2 separate regions of the Mus musculus genome follow, and region 2 is linked to region 1. A link is a contact called in public Hi-C data. All regions are on one chromosome and are shown on one strand. The core of a region is the stretch at or near the end of the contact, and the rest is flanking DNA. Distances in the headings are between cores, read along the strand shown.

Region 1 (5,511 bases), core at 2,196-4,695:
TAACTGTTTGAAGAAACGGGTGAAGTTACTTTGGTTGAGAAACTGGAGACAGTGCCCAAGCCTGAGTGAACCTCAGGTCACGTCAGCTGCTGAACTGGGTGTGGGGCTCCTGTCCTGCCCTACTTAAAGAATAAGAGGTTCAGCCAGGTCACATGGTTAACGGGAAGGCTAAAATAGACAGCAGAAATTAATGATTTACTCAATCAAAGACCTTTAAGTCAGGCAATAGAGATGACCCTGGCTTATTGATTATCATGCACTGGCTTTAAATTATCCTCTGTGTCAGAGAGGACAGAGAGAGGGGAGGTGGTAAGGAAAAAAAGGCTTAAAGAAGGTCAATAAGTCATCCTTGGATAAGTTAAAGGCATCAAGCCCAGGCATGCAGTTTCCTTTCAAGTAAATTTAACAACAGAGAGAGAAGAAATGAAACGGGCTTCTAATTATTTAAATTGGACCCACACTCTGCTGAGCAGTGCGGTAGCTAGCACTCGTCTTCTTCGTGAGCTGTCATTAAGGTCTGAAGAAAGGGATTAAACATGTCAGCAATAGGTGTGGATATAATTGGGGGTAGTAATTGGGAGAAATCCAGACACCTGATTGTGACTCTCCGATAGTTCTCTCTTTCAAAATCTAAATTCACATTAGCATGTTGATCGCCTTATACAAACTAAAGGGAATTTATTAACAATAGAAATAATTACGAAAGTGACTTGCATTTAGATAACCAAATAGCCATAGCCTGCTGCTAGTGTGACTTTGTAAAGTGGGTGCATTATTCCTGATTCCATACAGTGTCTCCCATTTTAAAAAATTATTGTTTTTTTGTTGACTATCAAGTTAGGTCTCGTTTGGGTTTTCTTATTTCATAATGTGCATCTCCTCAGTGGTTAGAATTATTGAGCAGCTATCAATATTTTTATAATGTATTTGAGACTTTTGGGCATTTAAAAAAATATCTAGGTATTCAATAGAATTAGTTTAGTGTGAATTACTGACCCAGTCAACAAACCCTAAAGGTCCTCCATTCTCTACCTGTGGGCAGGCCACCATGCTTGGCTTTTTCATTGTGGGTTCTGGGGATCAAACTAATGTCTGCATGTTTGTGAGGCAAGCACTTTCTGTACTGCGTCCTCCTCCCTCACCCTCTACCTTTTCTAATCAAGGCCCACTATTCCCTCACCTTCCTTCCTATCGTCTTCATTTCCTGCATTAAACATTGTGTACATCCTGGGTAAGCTCCAAGGATTTGCTCTGGAACCTTGTATGTAAAACAAAACAAGATGCTTGGTCTAATGAGCACGTGAAAAAAGCTAAAAGAAAAAAAAATCACTAAATAAACAGAGGGTGACAGAGTTTCCTTGAGGCTGTGGTATAGATGTTCGCAGAGTGAAGTATTGAAAGCTAGGGTGATATTAGTCACTTGGTTGTTATCAAAGCGGGGCAGGCTTTGATGCTTGTGAATAACCTTCATCAGACATAAGGTTCTGGGAAGGTCTGAAGTAGAAGCAGGCACAGATAGATCTAAAATTAGACTTTTTGTAAAGTGAATTACCATGAAAACTACAGAGCAGGATTTCTACGGTCCAATAATTCTGTGAAATATGGCAGGCACTATGTCACAATTTTATACTCTTATTGGAATATTGAGAACTCTGGGAAACTTTTCAAAAAGAAATTTGCTTAACATACCATTTAGCCAGAGTGTGGGATTATAGAGCCTGAGATAAAAATTTTTGAGCAAAAAAAATTTTTTTTGATAGTGTAATGTGGGATTTTAGAAACAGCAATAAGGCTGGCAGATCTTGTCAGGTAGATGAGATTTGGTTCATGAAAAGTTCAAAGATGAAGTGCAAGGAGAATGGTCCCACTTGATGGGCAACAAACCCTAAAGCATCCAGAGTGGAATATGGACAATTCTGCCGTCTTATCCAGAACAGGGGTCCATCCAGAGGAAAGGCATCAAGGTTTCAATAGGAAATGGGCCTGAGAAGGATCGGGAAGGCTGGTGGGCTGGCTTAGTTTTGTACCTTCCATCTATCAGTGCGGTTCCTTGGATGGAGGTGGTAAGGTTGCTAGGGTAAGGTGAGTGTGGTGGGGTTGACCCAAGGGAATAGGATGCTGGCATGGGGGCCTCAGTGGAGGGAATAGGATGCTGGCCTAGGGGCGTGGTTGAAGGGATAGGATACTGGCCTGGAGGCATGTTCGAGGGGATAGGATGCTGACATAGGGGCGTGGTCAATGGGTTAGGATGCTGTTTTGAGTGGGCAAATGGCTCTTCTTTAGACAATTCTTACCCTTTCTGAGGTGACTCTACTAGGTAGCAGTTGGGCAGCTACTGGGAATGTTCCTTAATGTAGGCATTTGTTCTCCCTCTTCATGAAATCAAAATTCATTCTGAAGAGGAGCTCCATTCTGCCACAGCTAAAACAGACTGCAGTGTCTCATTCATGCCAAGGTTCAGTGTTATTTTCCTACTAAGAGCTCTTCCTATTACATTTGTTTCATCAGGGAGAAACTTGGTTCATGTACCTAAAATGGTACTCAGCACACAGTAGGACTGAACATTTTTTGAGTGAAAAATGTGAATGACTGGTTTTCAAAGAAATTTTGAGCCTCCTTTCATAGATAGAGGCAAGGAGCAGAGTAGACCAGAACTAATGTTTGAAGTACTCGACCACATGTGGAAAGCCACATTGGCTTTCTCTAAGATGCTGTCTTCAGATGGTTCTTCTCTGAGTGGGCACTGTCTGATGTCACCCAGGCACTATGCACAGGCTAGAACAAACATGTGGTCTCTTAGATTGATCTACAGCTCCATCAATGCGGGGTCACAGAGAAGATATTGAGCTGAGCAGCAGGAGATTAGAATCTATTGCTGATCCTATCATTAATCAGTGTTAGGTTCCTGCTATCTAACGTTTGGCTATAGAGAAACCGTGGACTCCCGGTCATTTCTCTTATTTACACAAGGGACACAAAGATTTCCTTCCAAACTTGACAGCTTGACAGTGTAACATGGCATGGTAGGGGTTACTTTGAAACCTGCTGGTTTGTATTGGACATTGGTCCTGTCTTCTGTTTATGTGCATTCCATGCTTTTTTTTTTTTTCTTCAAATTTTTGATTTTTTTTTTTATTTAAAGTTTTTAGAAAGAGGTCACTCACTAGATGGCACTGTTGTATTAGAGTTCTCTAGTTTCTGGTTCTGGTTTTAAAAGTTCAGAAATAATGCTGTTTTACTACCCAGAGTTTCCAGGTGCTAGTACAAGGGCAGGGTGGGAGATAAGCAAATATTATGCATACATTTTATTAGTGTGGGCCCTAAAACCTAGTTTAAGCTTTAGGAGTATCATAAAAGAGTAGTTTTCGTGGCAATACACTAATGGTTGGCTTTACTGACAGACTAAAGAATAATGTCTATTCAGAGATTATGTAATTAAAAGAACGGTCTCTCTGCTTCCAGGGACTCTGTGGTGCCAGTAGGGATGATTTCTGGAGGACTCTCCAGGCAGGCAGAGGCACAGAAGGGCTAAGATGCTGGCACATTCCATCTGTGATCTTACACTTCAAGCCAGCGGACTCTATCCCCATCCTTGAAAGCCAGATTTCCTCAAAATGTCCCTGTTTCTGCCCAGAGTACTTTTCTATCCTGGCTTACCTCCCCAAGAAAAATGGAGTTTCAATCACTTATTTATCCTTGTACCTGTTCAAGACCCACATTTATTTATTCTACCAAATTCCCGGCCGTTGTTAGCTTTTCTTTCCCACCATCAAAGACATGGTTGAGGTCTCTGCCGTCTACTCATATTGGGCACTGTTTGCTGGAGTTGAGTCCTAGGGCTGTGCTTGTAGCCCTTGTCAAGGTTCATCCTCGTTCGAAAGTTTCGTCCTCACAAGTCAGTGGAGCCTCTCACGTGAGTAAGAGATCCTGACCTGGTATCCATTACTTTTCAGGCATAGCTCCAACTATCCTAATGAAATAAAGACACAGATAGAGAGCATGTATCCTCCTGTCTGTTACATAGGTGTGTTACCAGCTGTGGGGAACTCAGCTCAACATTGATGGCTCTGCAGTCTAATGAATCTGCCTCAATAAGTCAGCGATCTCTCTACCCAGGTACACCTGAGGTTTTTTAATGTCAACAAAAAAGAGTTTTAGGAAGGCTTGGGAAAGCCAAATTAGCAAGTTTATTGATTAGGGGAAAGGACCACCTCACTGCTCTTGAAGGGTGCCAGGGCTGGTGACAGGAGGGGAATTTATCCCTGTACCCCAGTAACAGCTGTGTAAGCAATTCTGGGGCTTCTGGAGTTACACTATGTAAAAGGAAGTGATGTATAGGATCGAGGAGGCAGAGGAAAAATATTATGGACTATTCATTTCCTTATTGAAAGTTTTTTTTTTTAAAGTGAATTCTGAGGATACTTTCTAAGGATACTGGGCAGGTTTACATTTGTGGGAGAAATATAATTAAGATCTAAAAAAATCAAAATAATTTTGCTACATATAGGTCATATAAAGGAATTATGACATATATTTTTAGCCTGAGCATGGTTCACTGGCCACTATGTTACTTCTGTTTGTGTTAATTTTGATAGGGGATTTAATCTTTGTGTGCAGAAGTTTCCAATTGGCAATGTTGAAACTTTTTTTCTCTAAATATTAAAAAATGTGTATGGTGTATGCATATGTGTGTGTGCTGGTGTACATGATCCTGCGTGTATGTGGATGCCAGAGGAAGATGGCAGGTGTTCTGTCCAGTCACTCTTTGCCCTATTGCTTTGGGACAGATCCCTCACTGAACCTGGGACCCACTTGTTGACTCTTCTCCTGGTACCCTAACACTCCCTGTGCTACTTTCCTCCTCCCATATCACATGTGCTCTGCTGTCCCTATGTATGCAGGCATGCATGCACGCATGCATACACAAACACACACTCTAGGCTGGCTAGATAGCAAGCTCTAGTGAGTCTACTGTTTTCATCCTTCACTTGATGAGATTACAGGCATGTGTGATGTGAGGCCAAACAAGGTTTTCTTGATGTGTGTGTTAGGATTGAATATGGGGTCTTTATGCTTGTAGAATAAGTACATATACCCACTGAGTCATCTCCTCAGCCCTATGGTAAACGTATTTTATTAAAAAACATTGTGTGTGAAGCTCAATGACCAAAACCAGATGCTGCACTCCCTGAGCTAAGCCAGGCAGTGGTTTCTCGTACCTTCGATCCCAGTAGTTAGGAGGTTCAGGCAAGGCAGATCTCTTGAGTTTGAGGCCAGCCTTGTCTACAGAGCAAGTTCCAGGACAGTCAGGGATACACAGAGAAACTCTGTACCAACCAACCAACCAACCAACCAACCAACCAACCAACCAACCAAACAGTGTGTGTATGTGTGTGAATGTGTGTTGTATGTGCTTGCATGATTGTGTGCTTGCATGTGTGCATGTAAGTGTAGTACCTGTGTAGGACAGAAGAAACTGTCAGATATCCTCCAGTTAGAGATATAGGCAGT
Region 2 (5,909 bases), core at 1,544-4,043, 370 kb after region 1:
ATTTAGTACTTTATACTATGGTCATAACGAGTTACTACCTCATAAGTCCTAATGCAAAGGTACTATTTGCCGAATGCAGAAATAATTCCAGAAAGAATTCTTCCTTGGATATTTTCAAAGTAATGTCCATTCTGCTGGCTTCAGTTCACCAGTAGTACCACCAATATTAACTTTGGAATGAGTGGCAGGATAATGATTTCCACCTTGTAAAGACAGGTCTGCACATGGCAGGACATTAGGGACCAAAGCTGTCCATCTACAGCATATATTATTGGATAGCTATTTGACCCAATTTACATCCACATAGCTAGGACTTTATGGTCTGAGGACCATTGAACTCTAAGACGTGTGGAATGTGTCCCAATTACCACAACACCTGTGCAGAATTGGATGGCTTTGCTTCAATGTGCCATCTTGCAGTGCTCAATAACCTGCCATGGGACATTCCCCACTGGTGGTTTGAGGATCTACTGGATGAACAGCCAGTAACTAAACCTAACCTGGGAGGTACAGGGTCAGGCATAACAATGCCCTTAGTGCTTGCGAATATCTTCTGGACTGAGTCTTCTTTTTATCACCTGTGACTTGAGAACCAATTTCTGACAAAGTGAGGTGCCCACTGGGGTATTTGTTTTTTCATATATATATGAACCCTACTGTGTTGCTTTGGCTGGGGTCAAACTCATTCCAAGGAGCATTTATGATGGGAAAAATAAAAGGTAAAAAGAAAAATATCAATGATTTTCTCATTGCACTGTGACTTTACTGGGTTACCTCTGTTCATCTACAGTGCATCAAGACCTTCTAGGAGACATCTTAGCTACTCGGACTTCTACTCCTGCTTCATCTAACCCTGCTCTGCTTTTCTCTTAAACATCACGGATTAGGTCAGTTTCACTTTGAAAAAGAATTATAGTTTGAAAAGCAAGGAGGAACCTGGGAAATCACGACTGGACAGAAGTTTCTCGAGGAGACCTTCTCTTGTGAGCCTTATTCCCTTGAGGCAGAGTGTCTCTTTGTTTCTGCAGGACTTGGGGTTAGTGTGTGGCCAGTGAGCCTCGCTCTTTCCTATCTCCGTGTCTCAGTGCTGTTGTAACAGAGGGTCCCTGAACATGTCTAGACCTTTAGATGTAGGCTGGGGTATGCACTTACATCATCATGCTTGCAGTTAGCTTTATTACCCACCACATCACCTCCTCTACTCCTTCACCCTCTTTTTAAGTAAATCTCTCTTATTCCAAATATCCTCTGCTTCTATAATAACAACTCGCTCTTGAAGGTCACTACAAATTGGACCCTTGTTTTAAATGACCTGCACCTGGCCAGTTTAGTTGTTCCTTAAAACAACTCCTTTGGCATATTTTCTAGTCTCTACTTCCCAGACAAGTAGATAAGGGAATAAAGGAAGAGTTTGAAAGCAGGGGTTTGAACTCTAGCAGTCGATGTCCAGAAACTATCCTTTATTCGGTCTTGGTTCACACTCCTCAATGACTGACATGATGTATCCAGTCCCCTGCTAGTGGTGTGCTTTTGAGCAGTGCCATAGTCTTTAATTTAAAGGGAACCCTTAGGAGTTAGACTTGCTATGGATTTTGGAATAAAATTGTGCGATCGCTTGACTGACCACTTTGCACAAGTGTTGTTTTTATCCTCAGATTCCTGGAAACGTGTTGAGATGCATTTCTAGTGAACTGAAAAATATAGCATGGCCACTGTTGCAAATTGTTGTAAGAGTGGTGGTAGTATGCGCGCTGTGAAGCTCCTAAAGCCCTTGCACGCTCACATATGTCACATGCTGAAACTTACTAGTCGATATTCCTTCTTTCTCTACTGTTCTCTTCCTTCCAGGAAGAAGTCTTCAGTTTTCCCTGCATCTGCTCAAATCAAAGAACAACTATGTGTGAGCAAATCTGAGCATATTCTTTTAGTATCTTTACAGGCATTAATTTATTCAGACCCTTATGTATTCACTTTCTGTCTTTCAGAATTTTGCGATAAGGCAATTGGGCTGTAACTGAGTCTTTTCTACTATTCTTCTATAAAAACCAGTGCTGAAATATGTAGACCTATATACCTGACTTACTCTTTATCATTTACGTTCATCCTTCCTGGAGGACCAAACATTGAATTTATAATATTTAAGGGTCGCTCATTGCCATAGTGTCATTATTCTGGGTAGTTTTGTTCTTAAGTGCCACAACTATGGAATTATTAGTCATTGTCATGTGATGGGAACAGCTGGTCTTTATTAAAAGCTCATGTGCGTTTGCAAGAAATGCTAAGCACATACCGCATTTAATCTTCATGCCAGCATATCAGCGAGTTTATGGATAGCTGTATGATGCTATGAAGAAATGTCATGGTTTCATATTCTACATTTGGGGAAAGTGGTTTTAAAAAGTCTGCTAGAAATTTCAGGCAGCAAGAGGAGTTAGGAGTAATCTTAGCAATCTATGTAATCAAACCGCCACGATATTCCTCCTCCGTTTGAGCTTCTGGAGAATGACATGTGCATGTAGATGAGTTCAGACACTTGTCCAGGGAATGAAAAAGAGAGAAAAAAAATCTTTCCATGGGTTGCACAAGAGGGTCGCTATTAAACATTCTCTAGCACAAAATACTTAAGGCTCTGTGACTCGGCGTAGAAATTCATTTCTGCCGGAATTGGATTTTCTTACAGAATAAGCCCCCTCCCCCATTTTTTCCAATTCTCTCCTTTTCAGAAGCGTCCGATTGTCTTGCAAGACGTACCAGTAGATGGCAGCAAAAGCCCGCCCTAGACCCCAGAAGGAGTGACTGAGTGGCAGGAGGAAGCACAAGATGGCTTTTAAAGTATCATCAAGCCACCTCCTTACCTGACACGTGGGAGGGGCTGATTTTTCAGGTCACACACGTTGTCTTATTACTTTAGAAAATAATCATGTAGAAAGGCTTTTCCGTTGTGTTTGTTGCTACATTTGTGCAGGAAGGAGACTGTCAAGCCGAAATCAAACTAATAGCAGGAAAAAAAAATGCCGACCCAGGAGAAGTGCAGATAATTTCCATTAAGAATGTTACTCATGGGTTTTCAAAGAAATTTTTTTCATCACCAAATCTGATCAGTGAAGCATTCTTCTTCATAAATTATTTATCAGAATCTTGTCTCTCTCTTATCCTTCCCCACTATCGAAAAGAACAAAACCCAACTTCGGGTGAATTCTTCTTTAAGGACATGTGGGTAACATTTCTTTCCACCTTCCTGTGTCAGTAATGAAACACAATTGTGTCAAAAACCCAAATACAACAAGAGATGCTTTTACTTTACATGAGAATCTTTTTCACAAAGACCATCACCCTTGACATCTAACGTTTTTCTGTTAGTATTTATTTGATCTTCACATATTGCTGGCTCATTTATCTGGGCCACTGTGCTTTGTACTTCAACTGAATTGGTTCTGAAATCTGAATGCGAGGCTTCTTCAGTATGTGTGCCATGTTGAAAAGCAAAACGCATCTCAGAGTGTTTGTTTCAGTGCATCTTAAATAGAGATGAAAGTATTTTACAGGGCTGTTGTGAGAGTTATATACAAGAGATAATGGATCCAGTGAAACTGTCAGCTTGGTACTGAACAAAAGTTCACTGTGGCTTTAGACCACACATGAGAACACAATGGCTAAGATTCCTTCTAGTTTTCTGGGTCTGAGAGTCTATTCGTGAGTTCCTCCTTACTCAACCATAGACAGACAGACATCCATCCTGGAAAAGGAGAAAGCTGCAAGATACTGAGAAGAAAATGATCTAAAGGATGAGAGATTGGCTCACAGGGAGTAGTGTTTCTTTTATGACTATTAAACGCCACTGCATTATTCATCTCTGTCAGGAGTTCATTATGCATCAATGAGACAAAAAGAAAAAAAAAAGAAGAAAAATGATATTGTTAGAGAGGAGAAAAAAAATCAAAACACAGTTTCTGAAAGGATGTCATCACCATTATCTATGCTTGATCTAAAGAAGAATAGCCAAGATTGATCAGGGCCTGGTGGCATAGGCCTGCAATCACAGATATGCAAGAGGCCAAGGCAGGAAGAGGGCAAGTTTAAAGCCAGAATGGATTACACAGTAAGCTCAAGGGCGGTCTATGTAAGTTCATGAGGCCCGGCTTCACAATAGAAAGTATAAAAGGTACTAGGACTAGATCTCGATAGAGAAGTGCTTACTTGTCATGTATGAAGCCCATGTTTAACTAATCTTAAAAAGAAATTATCCGGGACTTGAAAACAGAATTGATGATCTTTGAGAGCCAATTCCATTCTGTATTGACTTGTTTTATGTATATTTAAAAATGTTTGTTATGTGTTTGAAATGAAATCCTACATTAGAAAATAATTCTTCTTCACATGGACAGTCTGGCAACGTAGGTTAACTGCTTTGGAATGCTCTGAGCATTTGAGGCTCTGCGTTTGTGGCCATAGAGGGTCATGAACGTGGCTGTGCTATATGGTTATAACCTACGGGAGTCAGAGTGCTCAGGCCCATTTTGCAGAAGATGAAATGGAGACACTTAGCTAAGGGCTAGCTAACTCGGCAGATGGGGATGAGATATCAGAGTTCTGTGAGTCCTCCACCACTCCTGCTACTCTGCTCTTATAGCTTCTAAAATAAGCAAATATATAACTATGAAGGTGAGTGAGTAATCTGCAGTCTCCCTTGCTACCCTCGGCCCGCAATTGGCAGTGCCTAGTCAAGGGTAGTTGTGGTCTTTCTTGTTTAAAGAAAGCTCATCTTTGCTTACCCACCAGTGAATGTTTATAGGAAACGCAATATGTGATATCTTGCAGAGGAGGACACAGAATGCTTTTGTAAAACAAAGACCTTGAAGTTAAGAAAGGCTGTCCTCGTCTGATGCACGTAGGGAATACACAGAAAATTGCATAGGATCTGAACATAAAGGGTAATGAAGCCAACTTGGAGCTAAATGTTGTTTGATATCTAGCCAGTTCAGCCGCCTGCAAGAGTCTCGTCATTGTAAATGGAAATGGAAATGATGAGAGAAATATATGTATATATGTGTGTGTATGTGTGTGTGTGTGTGTATTCATATATACATAAACACATAATTTAGCTTTAGATGGAACAATTACCATGTGTTCTTGCATAGAAGGCATAGCATGGCATAGGTTAGCTACTACAATTATTACCATGTAGTCCTTGCTTCTGTGTCTGCAAGAAATCTGTAGCTTTTGCCAATGGTTGAAAGTCAGGTTGGTATTAGATATTCAACTTAATATATTTTAATGTGAACAACAACAAAATTTCTGAAATTCAGAAAAAGTCTCTAAAAATATGCTCCCCTGGAAAGGGGAATACTTCCTTCATCTTTATCTTGGCCTTAAGCTTGAAGCACATCCATGGGACACAGGTACTGTAAGTTGCTATCTTATTTTAGTTATTAGTTATGAATTGGATTTTCTCTCTATGAAGATTGTCTTAATCATGAAGATAAAACAAAAAAAAAAAGAAAGAAAGAAAATGACAGGGCTATGAGTAGTTTTCTGAAAGCTAGTACCCTGTTTGAATCTAAAAAAAAATACAATTCACAATAATAAAATTGGATATTTTCTGGTGCAGCTCAGAAACATTTGACTCTATAATGCCTTATCTGAAAAAATGCAGGGCCTGGAATGGTTCTAGCTACTAGATTCTATATATATATTTTTTCCTTTTACAAGATTTATCATGTGCCAGATATTGTGGCAAGCATATTGCATATCTTTCCACATTAAACTGACAGCAAACTTGAAAAGTATGTGTTATTTCTGTTTTGTGAAGGTTGAGTGGCGCTCAGTGTGTACCAAGATACTGTGGCTGACACATGACTTGAATTCTAGTTGTCTGACTCTAACGCTTGGGTTTATACTTGCACGAATCT

What was found. A called contact is a pair of places that touch in the nucleus more often than the background predicts.
Region 2: a Hi-C map of cortical neurons shows a contact between it and region 1, with 1.9 times the contacts expected there. The contact joins two enhancer-like sites. A contact is called at or near these places in 6 of 484 Hi-C or Micro-C datasets (the G1E-ER4 cell line, cortical neurons, forebrain and 1 more).

The regions. Positions count from the first base shown.
Region 1 is chr12:91,929,681-91,935,191 of GRCm38.p6, forward strand. No RefSeq gene overlaps it. Among named protein-coding and RNA genes, the nearest start is that of Gm40548, 69 kb to the right of the region's middle. Within about 2 kb of position 3,446, at least 8 of the 459 cell types and tissues checked have an H3K27ac peak or open chromatin away from gene starts, as enhancers often do. A contact at or near this core is called in cortical neurons, where this site is marked.
Region 2 is chr12:92,300,623-92,306,531 of GRCm38.p6, forward strand. No RefSeq gene overlaps it. Among named protein-coding and RNA genes, the nearest start is that of Gm40548, 300 kb to the left of the region's middle. Within about 2 kb of position 2,794, at least 12 of the 459 cell types and tissues checked have an H3K27ac peak or open chromatin away from gene starts, as enhancers often do. A contact at or near this core is called in cortical neurons, where this site is marked.